2 separate regions of the Mus musculus genome follow, and region 2 is linked to region 1. Evidence: chromatin contacts called from public HiChIP or PLAC-seq data. All regions are on one chromosome and are shown on one strand. Each heading gives the region's core, a stretch centred on a gene start, on an enhancer-like site or on the middle of the called end of the contact. The rest is flanking DNA. Distances are from core to core; before and after follow the strand shown.

The links. HiChIP or PLAC-seq counts read pairs in DNA pulled down with a chosen protein or histone mark.
Region 2: an H3K27ac HiChIP or PLAC-seq map of bone marrow-derived dendritic cells shows a contact between it and region 1, with 2.5 times the contacts expected there. The contact joins two enhancer-like sites.

What each region holds. Positions count from the first base shown.
Region 1 is chr12:108,167,808-108,174,135 of GRCm38.p6, reverse strand. All of the region lies in intron 1 of Setd3 (SET domain containing 3), which reads left to right. Among named protein-coding and RNA genes, the nearest start is that of Setd3, 8.3 kb to the left of the region's middle. Within about 2 kb of position 3,520, at least 52 of the 459 cell types and tissues checked have an H3K27ac peak or open chromatin away from gene starts, as enhancers often do. A contact at or near this core is called in bone marrow-derived dendritic cells, where this site is marked.
Region 2 is chr12:108,628,537-108,635,238 of GRCm38.p6, reverse strand. All of the region lies in intron 1 of Evl (Ena-vasodilator stimulated phosphoprotein), which reads right to left. Among named protein-coding and RNA genes, the nearest start is that of Mir342, 27 kb to the left of the region's middle. Within about 2 kb of position 3,843, at least 97 of the 459 cell types and tissues checked have an H3K27ac peak or open chromatin away from gene starts, as enhancers often do. A contact at or near this core is called in bone marrow-derived dendritic cells, where this site is marked.

The sequences.
Region 1 (6,328 bases), core at 2,271-4,770:
TGATTGCTTATCCATAAAATCCATGGTCGAGAAGTACTCATGAAGCTCTGACACCAGCTGAACTTATCATGTTACATACATTAATTTTTCTTACCTGTGACAGGTTCATAATGATATTTGTCTCATCTGTTGTGTAAGGTGGTCACTTGGGTCCATGATAGATAGTGTGTGTCCAGGCCATGCACTTAGAATGAGAACCGTCATTTTGGAAACTGCCACAATACATGGCAGGAATGATATGGTTTCAGTAGCCTGGAATGTCACCCTGAAATAACCTAACAGCAGAATTATTGCATTCACTTGAATATTCAGGTTTAGTATAGTGCACCTGTCTTTCTGTACATAAGTTTATATGATCTCCTCTCATCTTAAAGGCTATAATAGGGCTGTGTGTCCCGTGAGACACTCAAGAAATATACACAGGGCAAGAGAATGGATTTTCTTGGTTGATAAACCACCTGGAGCAACCTTACAAAAATTAGTAAGATGTTGAGATGAGTTTCAGTGGGGCAGAAGTACCACTGAAGTGTGACTCCCTCAGGTTGCCTCAGAAGGACTTTTGCTGCCTTGCTCTCTGGAGGGCAGTGTACAGAGTTGGTTCACTTTTGAGAAGTTGGGGAGGGTGACATACTAGAAGCCTGGAAAAGGAGAACATGGAAGCCATCTTCACAGAATTTGGACAGGTCCCAGAGGAGTAGCTTACAAGTAAGAGACTGCTTCAGAAGTGAGCAGGCAGGACTGATGGCCATCAGTAGCCCACCTTCTTCAATCAGAGGACTCCAAGACTGAATGGAGTGCTTTAGGTTGTGAATTTGTTAGCCAGCCACGTTTTCAGACTAGAATCAGATGGTGGATAGTGAAGCATTGACAGTTGATGGTGACATAATGCTGTGCATAAGGGTTTACATAATCATCTCAAAGGTATCTTCCAGTCCTGATGCTCTGTAATTTTAGAATCTAGAATCTCATGTTTGGATTGTAAGTGCCTTCAAGGTGATTTAGCAGGTTACAGCTGTCCTGTCACCATTTAACACTGTTGTCTTTGTTTTAGAGAGAGCTGTAATGGAAGTGATTCCTGACTCCTTACTTTATTATTATTTTTAGATGATTATTTTAGATAGGAGCCTCGTGGGGACTGAGTAGATTCCTTTATTTGAAGGATGGTGTAGATAACAGAACATTGGGTTTGATGCAGCAGATAGAAAAGGTAGAGCTAATCTCAGCGTGCAGGTCTATCCTGCTGGCAGGGAGCAGGGAAGACAGCCCAAGAGTTAGCTCAGGTCACTGCTTCTGAGGGCATGCACGGTAGTCAAAGAGATAGCCTGCTGGCAGGCTGGAATCAAGTTAGTCACATGATCACTAGTTCTTTCATAGATGTCACCTGCTCATTTAGATGATAGATTTTTACCACAGAGGGTCATTTTTTGTCAATGACCAGTTTATATAGTTCCGACAAAGACAGATTTCTTTCCCCCAAGTGTAACTGATACTCCATTGTGTTCAGCCTGCTTGCCCAGTTGTCATGGTCTGGCTTGTCACTTGGAGGAAGAGATGGATACCTTTCTGTTTCTTCAGGTCCCTCAGTTTGTCAGCTATTCCTCACTGAAGTTAAAGTAATTAGACCTGGGCAGGCAGTTACTAGAGCTGTAGAGCTGCAGGCTGATCTGGTTGGTTCCCTCACTTTACTGATGGCATTCAGACACTCCTGATGCCTGCTGTATGGATGCAGTAGTCACTGATGGTGTTCATGCTGCTGCTTCTGCTGACTGCCATGGGGGAGGCTTGAGTTCAGGGTTCATCCACTCACAGTCAAGAAGCCAGGAGTTAACCTCAGTGTGCTTATAATTTAACAGCTCAAACCTTTTATGCTGAAAGACAATCAGATGGTTTAAAATTTAGAATTATTGTTTAAATTTCTGGAAAAATAGTCAATATTTTTGTGGAAAGGAACTTTTTTGAATTCTCTAGTTACGCTGCATTTATATAATAGTCCAAATTGTTCTGTAAAGAGATTAAAACTTAGATCTATGTTTCTGTTGGTACTTAAGTAGCTACTGAGTCAAAATCCGTTCTTTGAACTGCTTGCCTTGACTTCTTGATTCCTTTGAGTCTATGGCATAGAGCACCTCCATTGATTCCGGAGTGTTGTGCCAGTTGGTGGGTACCAGCCACACTGGTGTAAGTTATTGTAGCATGGCATGCTGGTCTAAGTTATTATGGTGTGGCATTCTGGGCCAAGCCAGAGTGTGCTTCTGGTAACTGTCAGTTCCAGTTAAGCTGGCACCACGTGAAGCCAAGGAAGGCACCACCATGAAGCACCTTGCCAGTGCTGGGTTTGGGACAGAAAATGTTGCCCTGTGTCTTTCTGTTTCCCAACCCATTCTGTGTGTACTTCATTGTGATGTTTGATTCTCATGGTCTACAGAATAGTTAGTGAAATGGGGAAGGGATTGTTTCCTGTTCTTCTATACACATTGGCTGGCTTCACCCCCTCAGGTGTATTTTACAGCTGAAAGCTTGGAGCAGGAAGAAGCACACAAACAGAACCTCCTTCAGAAGACACAGCTGCCAAGTTGGGTCAGTGCAAACTACATTGAGAAGCAGATGGTGCTGGGTCAGAGTTAGGTTTCCTAGGCAAATTGCCAAATACCTACTATCAAAAGTGTTTATTCTAGCTGTACTTATTTCAAAGCAGCATTTTCAGGAAGAACTTAATTAAAGTATCCTGGTGGCAGGGAGCAGAAGAAGGGCTGTAGAAGACAGCCCAAGTTTTAGCTCAGGTCACTGCTTCTGTGAGGGCATGCATGGTTGTCAAAGAGATATTCTGCTGGCAGGCTGGAATCAGGGGTTTATACTTTTGTACAAGTTAGTCACATGGTTACTAGTTCTTTCATAGATGTTGCCTGCCCATTCAGCTAATAGATTTTTACCAGAGAGGGTAATTTTTTTTGCCAATGTCCAGTTTATATAATTTTTTCCCATTTTAATTATGAATGCAAGTCATGTTTTTGCAACTGAATGTCATCTATTAGTACATATGAGTTATACTGTGTAATAATGCCTCTACCCTGTCACCTCCTCCTCTAGCATGGTCCCCAAAGTATGGTCTATTTAGTTCCCTGTATAGATTAGAATGGGAAATAATTAAATGGTGGAAGTTATCAGTAGTCACAGTTGTCCCTTCTTGCCAGTCAGCCTGCAATTAACAGTTATGTTTGTTTCCCTGTCTGTTACGCAGGGAGGTGGCTGTTTGGCTTGCTAAGTAGTCTATACTGACTTAAAAGGGCCAGGCTTGAGGGTCCTGTACCTTCTATAAACTTCTGGGTGGTGAATGGAGACAGGTGGGTGGACTTACAGCAAGGCCTACTTCTGTAGGTGCCAACTGAGAGTGAAACTCTGCTGGTTTCCCTACTAGTCTGTCTGTCTGTCCTCCCGCCCTCCTCCTCTCTCCCTCCCTTCCTTCCTTTGTCTAAAGTAATACTTATTGTTGTGGTTGCTGTTTAGGCCTCACTTCTGCTTCTCCCATGATAGTTCATATGCTATTTCAGTCTAAACTTCAGGGGAGAGTATCTTTCACTTACCCTTGTGCTATACAGCTAACATTTCTTTTTGTTAAGTTTTGTTTTTCGGTTTTTCGAGACAGGGTTTCTCTGTGTAGCCCTGGGTGTCCTGGAACTCACTCTGTAGACCAGGCTGGCCTTGAACTCAGAAATCCGCCTGCCTCTGCCTCCCAAGTGCTGGGATTAAAGGCGTGCGCCACCACGCCTGGCTCAGCTAACATTTCTCATGAGAGCAAGGGGGAAAGGGATAGAGAAAGAGTAAGTGCATAGGTGCTTAATTTAGCATATGTTTACATGAATATGTAGAAGGAGTATTAGTAATATTTGGTCTTTATAGGACACTGGTGAGTGAGTACCTACCCCCTCTCCCCCCACACACTCAGACTGTTAAAGATGTGCTTGGTACCTCTTTGACAGCTCTGTTTAAAAGTTGGAAGCAACAGGCACCCAAGTTAACTGAATCACAGAATGAACCATTGTGTGTAGCAAAGTTTTGAATCACAAGTGTGAAGTCTGGGTAATCATTTCAAATCCACAAGGTTAGGGAGATCACACAGCATAGATGAATTTTGAAGTGAAAACTGTCAAAGCAGAATTGGATTTAGGAAACGACTTTACTACCTGATTCTTTCAGTCATCCTTCTTACACTGTACTTCCTTGCCCTCTGTCTTCTGTTACTTGGGCATTTGGAGAATTATCTCTGCCGCTTTGCTTTGGGTGTGACTTAATTTCTGGTCTCAATGCTGAGACCTGTAGGCCTGGCTTTCCCTGGTTTTGATGTCCTTCACATTGGTCACTATTGCCTACCCAGGGGATAGGGGAGCTTGTTTACTCAAGTGCCTTTATGTTTAGAGTCAGCCTGGATGGTGCAGCTGATCCATGGCTTCAAGCTGGGGTCTGCTGCTTGGTGCCTCTGGTCTCTTGGCCAAGTCACAGCATCCTCTCAGCTTCCTAAGAGCTGGAGTCCTCAGTATCGACCTTACTAAGCTGTGGTGGCCACATGGACAAATGCTTGTGGCCCTTGTCGCAAGTATCCCCTTTCCCCCTGAGCTTCCAGCTGTGCTTGGTCATAGCTCTTCCTTTGGTACCAGAAACAAATAATATCCTGCTTAGCTGCTTTCAGAGAGAGAAAACCACAAAAAATATGAATGTATTTCCAGAGGTTCTGTTATTTAATATACGAAAGTCTTTCCATATATGCACAATGGTCAAGCTGTGTCTCACCCACCCTGTATAAATGTATATTTTTACTTTAGGAATTGTCCTCATTTTTCAGTAGAACTCATGAAACATGAAGTCATTGTTTCATGACTGTGTATAGTTTGTATATGAGAACCCCGACACTTACCTTTTGAGTGGAACAGATTAAGAGACTGCCCAACTTAGAATCCTGTGCTTTCGGGAGATGTGTTCTGATGAGGAACCAGACAGTTACTCTCCTTCCCTTTTGTAAGTGGAGATTCTGTGTGGACCAGCGCTGATTACTTCCTGTCTCTTAGAAGCTGCAGGACTGTGGGAGGGAAGCAGTCCAAAGAAACAAGAGACCAAATCCTAATATAAACCAAGCCTTTATCATCTGTTAATGACCTTGCCTTTGAACTTTCCTCACTGATTTTCATAGGAGTGATAGCTTCAAGAAAGAGCTTAGGATTCCCTAAGGCAGCCCCTGTTGACAGTTTTTGCAGGGTCTCAAAGTATGTGGGAAACGATACCAGAAGCCTAACGAGACATGGCTGTGTTCCAGAACACAGACCAACCCATGGAGCTAAGTAGTGTAAAGGATAGTTAGAGTGAAGCCAAGCAGGTAGAGTAGGGTGAACTTGCTGGGAGATCAGGTGTTAAGTTGAGCAAAAGAAACCTGTACAGTATATAAACAAGATTGTGTATGTAAAGTTCAAGAAGAGGAAACTAGTAAAGGGGACTAGAAAGAAGGAAGGTAAGCTAGGTGATGCCTCTGGAGATGCTGTGGATTAGAAAGAGCCTGGTAGGTGGTTGGGGTGCACTGGATGGTCTCCTCACTTTACTGGAGGTGGAAACTGTGTCGCATGTGGATAAGTCAATGAAGCTGTGTACAGTCCAACTGTGGACAATAGTGGAAGAGACTGGAGTCAGGGAGAGAAGGGTCGAGCTTGGACTTTGGGGGAGAGAGAAGGCGTGCGGACATACACACACGCACACACACACTTCCAAAGGTTAAATTACTGACGGGGTTTCCAAGTTTTATCTTTAATACATTTGTGTCTATCAGTGTTTCTAGAAGCTGGCCACTTTTGGACTTAATTATTTTATTTGTATTGTTGTACTTAGCTGTATGACAGTTACTGCCAAAGAACACTGGTGCTTTCACACCACTGTGACATAGTTAATGGTCTCTCACACAGAATAGGTATTCGACCTTTTCTGTGTATCTCCAGGGAATAGAAGCTTGGGCAGCACCTGTAGGATCACCCATTACAATTCTGAGAATGCTTTACTTGACAGCTTAGTGTAGTATCCACTGTGGAGCAACTGCTCTATGCTGAGCTCTGAGCTGCAGGGTTGGACTTAGGAATATAAATAAGATATAGAGAGTTCCCTCAAGGAGCCTGGTGTCCCGGGCAATATGGAGAGGACTGGGCTTTGCGTTAGTCTTGTACCACAGTAACTGAAGAACATTCAAGAAGTTGCAGGGGTGTGAAGGACAGAAAACTATGACTGGGACCACTGGAGAAGCTTTTAGGGGATAGTAGTTTGAGAAGAAGCAGCGATGAATGAACACGTGACAGGT
Region 2 (6,702 bases), core at 2,594-5,093, 460 kb before region 1:
CAAGGTGAGGGCCAAAGTGCCAGCCAAGATGATTCTGTGGCAGGTACTGGGGAAGCTGAGCAAGCCCGTCATATAGTGTCTGCTTTGATATGTTAAACAATTAGACACTTTAGTTTGCCCTTTGTCCCAGGTTTGAGACCTAATACTTGTAGGACCACAAAGTTGGCCAAGAGCTGGAGACCAGGCTGTGGTGCTGGCTCCACCAGTTGGTCCCATGAACTAGGCTAGGTCAGAAGCACCTCAGGATCTAGACCCAGTTTTCCACTTGACAGAGCAGGCTCAGCCCAGATGACTTCCTACAGGATCCTAGGAGAGGGCTGTTAGACTCAGAAGGTCCTGGCTGGTTCTCAGACCAAGGGCCTGGATGGTGTGTACACCTGGAACAGACTCTATATTTGAACCTAGGGTAAAATTAGCATTTTCTCAGGAAACACTGCTTTCTTATGGGATACCACTATCTGAAAGAACACTGCAGAAACATGGGAAGGCAGCTTTGTCAGCTATTCAGTGATCATGGCCTCATTTCTCTAACACAGGGTGACTCTGTTGCCGATTCCCATGGGTTTCCACAAAGATAGATTCTTCATGTCTTCTTAACTTGGCAGAGAACTCACTAAAAGTTGCACACGGTGCTAGAAACCAGAAACCAAGATTTGGAAAGAAGGGCAGGCCTCGTCTTTAGAAGGCTTTTACAGTTTTACAGCTAGGTGCAAGAGCGCACCTGCAAGGCCAGCACTTGGAGGGTCTTGGGTTTGAGACCAACCAAGGCTGCAGAGTGAGATCCTATGAAGCAGGAAAGGAGGACTGGGGCACAGTGAAGAATGGATCTGTTAGCAAGTAGATACATTCAAATGTCATTGTTGCAAAGGTGGGAGATAGCTGTGTGAAGGACATAATGGGTTTGTTCTAACTGGGGAGATGAATGACCTTTGAGTGTTGAACATGCATTTTCAGAGGTAGTAAAGATCTGTACTTCCTGTCAAGCAAGTGTCAGCTGCAAACCATGTTTGTGACTTGTGGTTTTGGTTTTAGCTGGTTGGAGTATTTGCTATTTTCCCTTGTGAATTTTTCTTTGTAACTGTGGATTATTTGGAAGTATGTTATTTAATTTTGTTTCAGAATCTACGGTATTTTCTTGCTTTGTTGCTATTGACTACTGTGGTCAGAATATATGCTTTTAGTATGACTTTTGTGTTTCTTGGTATGAACACAATTCTTTTACTTGCACAGAGACATCTAGGGCCCAGTATGTAGCTCAGTTTGATGAAGATACCGTGGTCGGTCACAGAGAGGAAGTGTGTTTCCTACAACGTCTGTTAGGTCAAGGTGGTTAATAGGTGCAGAACTTCTATGTCCTCACTATTTTCTCTAAACATTTCATCAATTGTTGAAAGGCCTTGAAAATCTCTAGGAGACTTAAGCATCTTCAGTTCTGTTAATACCTATATTTTCTACAATTTGGAGTTTTTATTAAGAACACTTTCTATTCTATAGTCTTTATTGTTACGACTATAACAATTTACCACAAATGTAGTGGCTTACAACAATAAAAATGCATTATCTCATAATTACACTAACAGTAGGTGAGAAGTCCACCGGGATCGGATTTCAACATGGATCTCCCTAGGTTAAATTAAGACGGTGGAAACGGTACACTCCGCTCTGGAGGCTCTGCAGAAGAGTTAGCCCCTTCCCTTCCCTCTCCTACACAGTACCCACATTCCTTGGTCCATGGCTCCCTCCATTTTGAAAGCATGCAATCCATCATTCTGACCCCTCTTCTAAAGTGACCTTTCCTTCTGGCCATGCTTAAGGCAAAATCTGCTTTTGCTTTCTCTTGGGATTTTGTTTGTTTGTTTTGTTTTTTGTTTTGTTTTGTTTACTTTTCTTTTCAGCTGTCCTTAAGCCCTATGTAGCTGAGAATCACCTTGAACCCCTGAACCTCCTTTCTCTACTTCCTGAGTGTGAGGATGATAACATGAACCACCAAGCCCAGCCCAGCATGTTCTTTAGGTTCATATGCATGTACCTACATGTGCATGCATACATGTATGTGCACATGTATACGAGGCAGAGGGCGATACTGGGAGTCTTCTTTAATCACCCTCCACTTCAGCCTGAGACAGGCCTCCTGGAGCTTTCCTGATCCTGCCACACACTGCCTGGCTTCAGTGGGCTGGACCCCTGGTGTGAGCCATCCTTGTTCTCTTACCATCCTACCTTGAACCTCCAGCTGGAGATGTAGCCTGATCTTCCTGGATCAGAGTTCTTCTGTCCTTAAAGGCAGAGCCAGGGAAACACTTCCATAGGCATTTATCCATCAGGGAACCCCTGTAGACACACTTACTTCAGGTTCTCTGGTCAAATGAATTTGCAAATTCAGAAGTTAGAGCTTTGGATGGCTCAGGTCTTCTCCTCAGGGAACCTTCCATATCATCCCTATAAAATAGGAGGTTCCTATCTAGTAACTACAGCTGCATTTGCACCCCTGTATCTATAACTTCAGCTTGCTCATAGCTCCTTCCTCCACAAATGTACATGCTGATATTTTGTTTCACTTGCTGCTCTCACTGTCTACCTCAACAGGAGCCAGTGGAAAGGCACTGCCACAGGTTGAGTGGCTCTGCTGCCTTGAAATGTCCTTTGTAGTTAAGGCTAATCTCAAACTCACAAAGATCCATTTGCTTCTACCTCCTGAATTCTAAAATTACAGGCCTAGCAAGCTCACTACTTTTGAATTGAGCCTCATTCAAGGTCTAAGGACATGGGCAGAATACAGACATACATTCTCCCCAGAATATCACAAGAACGGACTCTAGCTCAGGTCCTGACAAAGTCCTTGTTCGGCTCTGAAACTTTATGAGCCAGGCGATCTTAGTTTTGAGACAAGGTCCTCTCTGACCCTGGAACTCATCATTGGCCAGGATGGTTGGTCAGTGAGCTGCAGGGGTCTGTGACACCTCCTTAACCCCTGAAGTGGGCTTACAGATGCATACTGCCACACCCACCCTTTATATGGATGCCAGAGATCTGGACAATTCAGATCCTACATGCATGGCAGGTACTATATCGACTGAGCCATGGTGCGGGCCTGCAGTTCTTTCAGGTTTTGGTCTTCTGGGCTCCACCAGATGCCCACTAAGTTCAGTTTATAATATTCTGGGGCTTCTTTAGTCTAGAGCGCTACATTCTGAATTCTCATTCCTCACACAAGCCAGTTTCAAAAGCCTACAAACCATGTGGTCAGGTTTATCCCAGGAATGGCCTCACTTCTGAGTGCCAGGTTTTTGTGTTGGTTACTCGTGTTGTTGCTGTGACAAAACCCCTAACAGGAGCAACCCAAGGAAGGGTTTGTCTGGCTAATGGTCTAAGAAGGGATCAGTCCAGGTGTAGTGGTACACAACTTTAATCCTGGTACTTAGGAGGCAGGTAGGTGGATCTGTGAGTTCAAGGTCAGCTGGTCCACAGAATGAGACCCTGCCAAACAAATGAACAAACAAAGGGAGAAAGTCTTTTACGACAGGAAATGGCAGACCAGTATTAGGAACCTGGTCATACTGTGCCACCTGTCAAAGAGTAGAAAACAGACAGGAAGTGGGGCCAGGGGATAAAACCTCATGGCCTACCTCCAGTGATCCACTTCCACCTAGTGAGGCGCTACCTCTTAAAGTTTCTATGACTCTCTCAAACAGGACTATCAGCTGAAGACCACAGGTCCTAACATACTAGCCTGTGGGAGATATGTCACAGTCAAACTGTGGTGGGTCTCTTAGCTCAGGTTGAGCTGACAGCCCCACATGCTGCCACCCTGCACGGCTCTGACACCACCCTTCCTTGCTTAGCTCTGCAGAGGGCAATCTGAGCTGGCTTCTAGGAGTGCTCTCACATGCACAGACAGCCACTAGGCAACAGCTCCAAAGAGGGAAGCCCTTTAAACAGAACTCAGTTGTCTCTGCTCAGACCTGCTTCCTCTTTTTCTAGTTCTTACTAAGCCTAACTCTATGTGACCTGGAATTTCAGGATCTGCCTCCTGTGAACCAGTTAGCTTAAGTTCCACCTTCTTCCCTAAAATAGAAAAGCAAACAGAGGCAGAGGCCTCTAGCCACTGTAGGGCTTATCATGATATTTCTTCTCAAGAGTCAGAGTCCTATACACTGTCTGACGCCTGTTTGATTCAGTACCCATTGTAGATTTTGCTCATTTTACAGATGTTTTCAAAGTAAGTCACTACTGTCACTTCATCAAGGAGAGTAGCAGAATCAGTTAGTTACTACAATAACAAAGGTTATTTTTTTCATTTCCTGAAGATATTGGCCTATGTGTAACCATCTCTGCGATAAAGTAACTTTCAGTTTCCTCTCCCACTCCCTCTCACTTTTACCTGGTGCTACCGTCTTTTCTGGTTTTAGTAAGCAGGTAGCTTGAGCGAACCTTCTGGGAGACCTTTTAACTCAGTCCTAGAGCTTTAGTAATACACTTAGCAGAATTATGAGAAGGAGCAGGAAAGGAAAAGAGCTCTGGCCTGCCCTTGCTTTATACATGACTTCCTGGTTATCCCCACCTTCACTCTGGCTTCCTCATCTGTTCATTGAAAGGAATGGCTTTATTAAAAATTCATGGATTGGCCTTGAGGTGGTTAGCAGGTAAGAACTGACTCTCAAAACGGTTGTGTGTTCCATGTGCCCCCTTCCCACATACAAAATAAAAATAAAAACTATGCATAACAGGTCTTAAGTCAATCATGTAAAGACAACAGAACCTGTTGGGAATATAGGATAAGGGATGTTGGCACCAAAGAAGCAGTTTAGTGAGGAAGAAAGCCGTTCTGTTAAGAAAGCAGCATGTAATGTAATATGATGAACCAGCACAGAGCTTAAGATATAAGGTACCAGCAGGATTAGGGTAAATGGTGACCCCACAAAGGAACTTCAGAATGAGTGAAGAGGAATGTACCAACACCTGCAGCAGATGAACCAAGGCTGCTGGCTCTACTGTGTCAGCACAGAAACATCTACTTGACCTGCAAAAGGCACTGTCAGATTCTAAAGAACTTGGGAGTTTGCTAAAAACAAATCAAGAACTAAACCCAAAGCCAGTTCCCTTAGGAAACTTCCTTGAGAGACCAGCAAACTGGCTAGGGACTGTTCATCTCACCTTGGTGGAACACAGATGAGATTATATCAGGCCCCTAGAACCTAGAACAACTGACACCTATTAAAGACACCAAGGCACCACTGACTTAAGAGCACAGCACAGAGACCCTAACACCTGCCAAAATGAGAACAAAGACCTAATCCAGCAGGTCTATAGTTCTGGGAAAGTCCTTAAATACACTGACCTTGTTGTTTGGCTTCTGTGGCTCTGCCTACTGGTAACTGATCTTGCTAATTGAAGTGTGTCAACCAGGATATGGTTTTTGTGCATAAAAAGACAAGATCAGTTAAGGCTGATGGTTACACAATTTGGGCAAGTTCCCCAATGTGGCCCCTGGCCAGAGAATAAAGGCGTTCTATTGGCTTCAAGAGTCCATGTGTTCTTTGAAGGACTCACTTCACAACAGCATCATGTTAGTCACCTTTCTATCATTATAACAAAATGCCTGGACACTGACTACTGAAGAGACTGAACTCATACTTTTGAAGGTCTGGTCTGTTTGTTAAAACTTGTTTTAACTCAAATCAGGCAGCCCCATTCTCTGGGCCTCTGGTAAGGGTGACACATAATGGCAAAAGCAGATGGCAGAGCAAACGACTTAACAGCCAGAAAGCCCATAGAGACTGGGAGTCTAGGATCCCTCCAAACTTTCCAGGACATGTCTCTCGTGGCCTAATGGCCTCCTCCTAATGGCTTACAACCTTTTCAACAACACCACTCTGGGATATCAATTTTTAACACTCAGCCCTCTGGGATAGCAACTACAGCAAGTACAGAAGGAACTTTGAATGATAGCAAAGGAGATCATTCCTGAAGAACTGGCACACCATCCACCTCTGTGGTAAAGGCAGGACACTTTAAGAAGGAAGCAGGGAGGTGTTAGAGTAAAGAGGGTAGAGACATCTTCACTCAAAATCTGCTATCTCCAATGCAATGAGGTTAGTTAGCAACATTCAGTAGGCCTTTTGATATGACAGTATTTGTGTTGTCATTATCTGTGTCTTAGAGTCTTAACTACACCTTCAAAAATCAAAATGGAATTGGACTTGCTGGAGATTCTTGTATTTTCAATGACTATCTGCTAGGCCTTTCTTCCAAGGTTTACATTCAAATAACTGCTAGCCAGACATGCTCACTCTCACAGCACAGTTGCAGCTCTTGCTGCAGGCGCTACTTAAGTGGACCAGCTCTGTAAAGACCAGCTTACTGTAGTGAGAATTTTGGAATTTTGTTTTCTTTAAACACAGGGATATTATAAGAATGTGTTTTTGTTCTAATCTGATGTATGTGGATATGGGGCTTCTCCAAACTGACTGCAGCAGTAGACTATGATTTGCCTCATGATCTAGCAGAGTCATAGTTTTGCTAGCTGCAGATAGTGTCTGCTATTGTGTGACAGTTGGAATTCTAGAACTTTTCAGAGGGTAAATAAATGCTAGGGCCCCAAGAGGCTGATTGGTGGTCATTGGGGGGGGGGTGTTTGCGGTTGGATGTGGCTTGTTAATAGTTGTGTTCAAAGAACAAAGAAATTATATTCAGGGTCTCTCT